Regions from separate parts of the Ovis aries genome. Here region 1 is linked to region 2. Evidence: chromatin contacts called from public Hi-C data. All regions are on one chromosome and are shown on one strand. Each heading gives the region's core, a stretch centred on a gene start, on an enhancer-like site or on the middle of the called end of the contact. The rest is flanking DNA. Distances are from core to core; before and after follow the strand shown. Region 1 holds the start of C2H2orf76 (chromosome 2 C2orf76 homolog). Region 2 has its middle 13 kb from the start of STEAP3.

Region 1 (3,193 bases), core at 318-2,817, 230 kb after region 2:
TTTACAGGAAGAGAATGTATCTCCTGAAATCCGTTAGAAGAATGAAAAGCTTTAACAAGACACAGACATACATTTTCTGATACAAAAACTAAATAAAGGAAAAGGAAAGAAATGGGGAATGAAGAACTATATATAAAAATATCAATTCTTTTGGGAAAGGAGCTTATTAAAAAATAAAATTATGGACATTCTAATTTACCATTCGAATAGAGATATACAAAATTAATCTAAATTCCTTCAAATATTGAAGTTATTAGGAGAAAGTTTATAATTTACAAAAGTTTCTAATCAGCAGCCATTGTCTCAGCTCTTACATATGCTAAAGTTTTGAGTTTTAATATAATTCATCTTAAATTATCTTAATACGCAATGGCTAGTATTTTTTTTTTAAATCACAACTGTCTTTGGATCTTCTAAAAGTGATTTGCAGTATTTTCACTATATTCTTATAAAAACTTGGTAATAACCTGGATATTATTATTTTAACATGTCTAGTTGCATTGTAATCCTGCAAAAGATGTTTCAATGACCTAATATTTACACATATCTAAGATGGCCACTGTGTTAAAATAAACTGTCAAGCATGGCTAGTATTTTTTTTAATACTTTTGTAAATTATAAACTTTCTCCTAATAACTTCAATATATGAAGGCATTTCGATTAATTTTGTATATCTCTATTTGAATGCTAAGTTAGAATGTCTATAATCTTATTTTTTAATAAGCTCCTTTCCCAAGCATCTTAATCTGGAAATGAGGTTAAGAAGTATATTAAGTATATTTTAGATAATTTGCATTCCTTTAAAGTCAGGAAATTAAAGTTATAGAAAATCCTGGTTTTTGCATACTTAAAATATTAAAGTAATGTAACACACTTCCTCTTTACTTTTTCAGTATTTTTTCAACTACTATTCCATTCTATCCGTATTGTCCGCACAGACCAGGAATTTAGTAAAGATCTTTGCACCAGGGACTGAATAGTTCAGTGCCCTGTGGACAAGGGGAGGCAAACACTCTCAGTCAGTAAGGAAAACAGACATATTTATAACTTTTCGAGGGCAAGTGAGCAAACAGTAACGGAAGAACGGGGATAACTGTAAACTCTCCCTTCTGCCCAGGGATCCTGCGTCTCCCAAGGCCGGTCCTGAGTCCTCCTCATCCCTCTCCCGAGGCTGCGGGGTCCCCAGCACCGCATCTCCCTCCACGACGATACATCTGTGCTGCTGCTGCTGCCGCTAAGTCGCTTCGGTCGTGTCCGACTCTGTGCGACCCCATAGACGGCGGCCCACCAGGCTGCCTCGTCCCTGGGATCCTCCAGGCAAGAACACTGGAGTGGGTGGCCATCCCCCACAAACCACCCTGCCCCTGACAGACATCTCGGCAGCACGACCTCCGTCCCAGCTTCCGCACCGGCGCCCGCTGCACAACCAGCCCCTTCACATGATCACCTCCTCAGACGCGCGGCGTAGCCGGAAGCGCTTTGCCGCCTCGGACGCGACGACGCCAGGCAACTGCCCCAGAGCCACCGCAGCGGGCCCTCCGTCTTCCTAAGGGAAAAATCCGCTCCTTGCCAAGGACGCCGGAGAGGTGCGCATGCGCCCGTGCAGAGGCCAGGAAGGTTCTGGCTCCACCTGCCGGCCACTAAGGGCCGAGCAGGACGCTCGGGGTCAATAGTCGGAGGACATGCGCCCCCTCCTGGCCGGGATGCAAAGCCATTCAATGTACTAGTGCCTCAGCCTCTGCTGATGAAGCTGCTGCCCTGCTCCAGCCATGCCTGCTTTCCTGCCTGGGACATGCCTCATTCTTTGGAGCCACCGCCTGAAGAATAAGAGAGTCATCAGTGTTTTAAGCCACTGGAAAGTAAAACCTATTCTCTCCCTAGAAAAGAGATGCCCATTTCTACCATCACATTCTTTGCTGGATCGTCAACCTATTAAGATACATAGTACTGCAACTCTGATTGGAATAAAATCCTCCGTGATTAACTACGATGCAGTCTTGATCATGATCACAAATAACTGAAGCAGAAGATAAAAGTGGAAAACTCTGGACTTGTCTCAATTTGGAAACTGAGAGCCAGAGGTGACTCTAATAAAGCGATAACTATCTGAAGCTCTGGGAAACAGTTGTCATGCCTTGGAGCTTGCTAGGAAGGGGCTCAAACTGTGTTTTTCTCTCATTTAACAATTTCTCTCAAAATGCAAAGAAATAAGGAAGAACATTGTGCTCATGACCCTCTATTCAATTGTATTATTACGTATAAGAAAGTAATTTGCATTCATACCAGCTATAAAATATCTGGAAACAACATAATAATCATAGATTTTAAATATGATACATCTTGAGAATTCCCTGGCTGTCCAGTGGTTAGGATTTGACTCTTTCACTGTCGAGGGGCCAAGTTCAATCCCTGGTCAGGGAACTAAGATGCTGCCAGCCAAAAAATATGTGTTCATATATAACACATCTTGAATATCCAAAAACTGGATGGAAAGTGACCAACCCTCTAGGGAGCCCCCAGCTTCCTCCTTGGGGGTCTTTTCCTCCACTTGTTTCAACTCCCACAGCAAACCCTGCTCTCAAGATAGGAACTGGGGAGCCCACTCAGACTGGATCCGGGAGCTGTGATGGTCTGCTATGGAAAATAGACATTGACCTGCTTCCCTCCTGCTGTGGATGGGTTACCTTATGCCAGGAGGAGGGCTGAGGCCACACACAGCCCAAGCTGATGACTCGCCTGAGAGACCCAGAGCAAGGGGACTAGCACAGTGTACCTATATGAAGCCCGGGACTGCCCTATCTGGGTTATGTGTCCACTCATCAGGCCATCACTGTTGCTGCCCCGGACCGTGTACCTATTGTCATAGCCAAGGTGTGCGATTCTGAGATCCTGGCTTCAGTGGGATGGAGTGACATGGACAAGATGACAAGACTTCACGGTGAAGAGAACAAGACTCCACCCACAACATCCACAGCCGTACCTTGTCCAGGAGAACTGGGCGACATCAGCAGAGGTGTGTGTTGAAAGGAGGCAATGGGGTGCCAGGCTTTGGTGCCAGGCTTTGCCAGACTTACAAGTGGATTCTTTGCCTGCAGTACTGAGATGGAGCAGGACCATAGACCCCCCACCCCCACACCACGTCCTCTGCCTGCATTTGCCTGTGGAAAACTTTAGTCAAAGGATAAGTTTAATC
Region 2 (3,147 bases), core at 144-2,643:
TGCTCCCAGGCAACAGTGGAGCAAACACAGCTCCAGTTCCATGTCCTAGGTGCCTGACATGGACTCAGCCTGCTTCCCTTCCCACAGGCCCCAGAGCATGCTAACCACAAGCAGGTTTTCAGACAGTCACTCACGAAAGTCTGAGAACCCAGGGCACATAACTGACGTGGGGCTGGAAAACTCCCAGGGGATGTCCCACAGCACACTTTCTAACAAGAAGCTCCTAGATCCCACCCTGTTTCAGGAACCCTTTTCTCTTTAGATCTTCCTTTTGCATGACTTTGAGCTCTGGCTCCTGGCCCTCTCTCCCAAGTGGCAAGTGGCCTAAAATGCAAAATTCCTGTTATTTAAAATACAAGAAAATTTGGACTTGCCTGGTGGTGCAGTGGTTTAAAATCTGCCTGCCAGTGCAGGAGATATGGGTTCAATCCCTGATCAGAAAGATTCCACGTGCTGCAAAGCAACTAAGCCCATGCTTCACAACTACTGAGCCCGTGTTCCACAACAAGAGAAGCCACAGCAATGAGAAACCCACACACCACAGCAAGGAGTAACCCCCGCTCGCCACAGCTGGAGAAAACCAGCACGCAGCAACAAAGATCCAGGGCCAGTGCAGCCAAATAAATAAAAATACTTTTTAAAAAAAGAAAAGGAAAATGTATCTCCCATTAGTCTGATGCCTGTGCTCCCAGGTGTGCGGTAAAGGATTAAATAGGAGTTTGACTTTCATGGCCAAGGTGGAGTCCCAAAGGGGCAGACCTCTTTCTCTTTCCCTCTCTGAGATGAATTCTGCTTTCCTCCTGGCCCAGGGCACTCAGACTGTAGCCTGTGTTTAAGAATAATATAATTCTTCGTATTAAAGAAACATCCAACACAAAGATGAAGCTGCCCACTAAGTGGTGAAGAACTCTGAGAACAGGGCAAGCTGGTATGAAGCTGGGCTAGGGTGTCTGGGTGCGTAATTATGACTACATTCTTGCATTCCAAATGCTAGGAGGTGTGGAGGTGCCCACTAAAGAGGGGAATGACAGGTCCGTGGCTCCCCACCTGCGATGCTTCCTGAGTGCCCAGAGCAATAACAGAAGGCCTCAAGTCTTGCTGCCTGCCACCCCTACCCAGTCCCACTCCCTGCTCCTGCAGTGTTCCCAGCCCCACTCAGCCTCTGGTGGCTGGCCCCTCAGTGGGTGGGGTTTTACAGAAAGTCAAGTTCAAGTTGGAGCCATCCCAGAATGGCCAAGCTAGGACAGCCCATGGGCATTATCAGCTATCACCTTTTCAGTGCTCTGATAAGAAGCTGAGAGCAGAGAGAGTGACTAAGTCCAAAGGCACCCAGCTAGGTTAGGGAATCTGGGTCCCTCTGAGATGCAGGGTGGATGACTCAGACCCCAGGCACTCCCTGCGGTATAGGCTTGAGACACTTGTGGGTGGACAGTCTCCCATCTGTTTCTCACACAGGCCCCAGTGTACAGACCCCCAAAGGCCACAACCCACCACCACACCATAGCAACCACAGCACACTGGTGGCACCACTTCCTGACCAGCTGCACGTGGCCACGAGCCAGTGTTGGCAAACTTCAGTTTACATCTTTATTAGAGGACTAGGTCAACAAGCTTTTTCTTTAATGAAGTGGAAGAGAATAAAAGTTTAAATATCAGATCTTGCCACACGTGGTGAGGATATGTTTTGTCTCCTCACACTATTGTTTCAGGTATGGATCTATAAGCTATATATAAGTAGGTATGTATTGGGCCAGATTGTATGACTCCAAGAAAAAGCCTGAAAGCCCTGGCTTTATACCCATTTGACAAACCAACCATCCATCAAAAGCTTTCAAATATGATGTGGTGATGGGTTAATCACTGTCGTGTACAACCCTTGTGACCCCACGGAGAGTAGCCCACCAGGCTCCACCGTCTAAGGGATTTTCCAAGCAAAAATACTGGAGTGGGCTGCCATTTCCTTTTCCAGGGGATCTACTTGAGCCAAGGATCATATCTATTGCATTGCAGGTGGTATGGATATTTTTCAGTTGAACTTGAGCCTGGCAGAAACCTATGGTTAAGGTGCTACCTCCCTCAGCAAGGGGACAGGGTTGAAGACACATTCAAGATCCATGCTGCACTGAGCTGGCCTGGTTGAAGCACTGCCTGCCACATGGCTTTCTCATCTCTCACTGCTGGGGGATCTGTGTCCTTGTCTGAGAAATGGGCAGATGGTAAGGACCATCTTGGAAGGGTACTGAAGACATTAGAAATAATGAAAGTGGGGCAGCTGGCACATGTACAGGAAAGCCAGCTGGCAGGCAAGGGCACCCCATGCCAAGCAGAGGGAGCATCAGCTGCTCTCCTGCCCCAGCTCAAGTGAGCTCTCTGCCCAGGAGTGTTTACAACCAACTGGACTTCTGCCGCAAGGAAACACGTTTGGGGGCTGACTGGAGAAGGTGGGCCTGCTTCAGAGCATGTGCCACAGGGTTGGGGGACATCCTCGAGCTGAGAGATCAGAGCCTTGAAAGAGGTCAAGAAAGTCTTCCCAGATGTGAGGCTCAGTGGGGGCCGTGAAAGAGAAGCCCCAGCCCTTGGGGTCACTCCTTCAACCACACTACTGAGGAAGGCTGCTATGGAGGCAAACTCCATATCTTTCCACTCTCTTTTCTTTTCCAAAAGCTCCGCCCACAGCGGCCAGCCTCTCGGGCCGAGGTCCTGCATTTGAGCCTCTGAGGAGATTTTTCCTCTTCAAAGTGCATTACCCCTGCCTGTGGTTAATTTTTCAACAGTCACTTGCCTTGCTAATGGTCTAGGAAATGGACCAGGCCTCCAACTCTGCCTAAGTGCTCAGGCACCCCCACCTCGGCCCTGATTGGGCAAGAAGCCTGCGCTGCCCCTGCAGCCCAGCTCACCACACTGCCAGTCACTGCGGTTTGCCCTCTGCCAAGAACTTGAGCCTCTGCTTTGGGGTTTGGCATGTTATTTTACCAGTAATTGTACCTGGCCCCTACATGAAATGGGGTTTCTCTGGTGGTTCAGATGGTAAAGAATTTGCCTGCAATGCAGGCGACTGGGGTTCGATCCCTGGGTTGGGAAGATGCTTTGGAGAAGGAAATGGCAACCCACTTTAGTATTCTTACCTGGAGAATCCCATGGACAGAA

Evidence for each region. Hi-C and Micro-C count contacts between places; a contact is called where the count stands out from the background.
Region 1: a Hi-C map of hypothalamus shows a contact between it and region 2, with 2.9 times the contacts expected there. The contact joins the promoter of C2H2orf76 here to the enhancer-like site in region 2. A contact is called at or near these places in 5 of 16 Hi-C or Micro-C datasets (hypothalamus, liver, skin fibroblasts and 1 more).

Annotation. Positions count from the first base shown.
Region 1 is chr2:184,766,877-184,770,069 of ARS-UI_Ramb_v3.0, forward strand. C2H2orf76 (chromosome 2 C2orf76 homolog) reads right to left here and starts at 1,568. Exons shown (of 8, transcript XM_060411179.1): 1 at 1,448-1,568.
Region 2 is chr2:184,532,153-184,535,299 of ARS-UI_Ramb_v3.0, forward strand. No RefSeq gene overlaps it. Among named protein-coding and RNA genes, the nearest start is that of STEAP3, 13 kb to the right of the region's middle. Within about 2 kb of position 1,394, at least 4 of the 54 cell types and tissues checked have an H3K27ac peak or open chromatin away from gene starts, as enhancers often do. A contact at or near this core is called in hypothalamus, where this site is marked.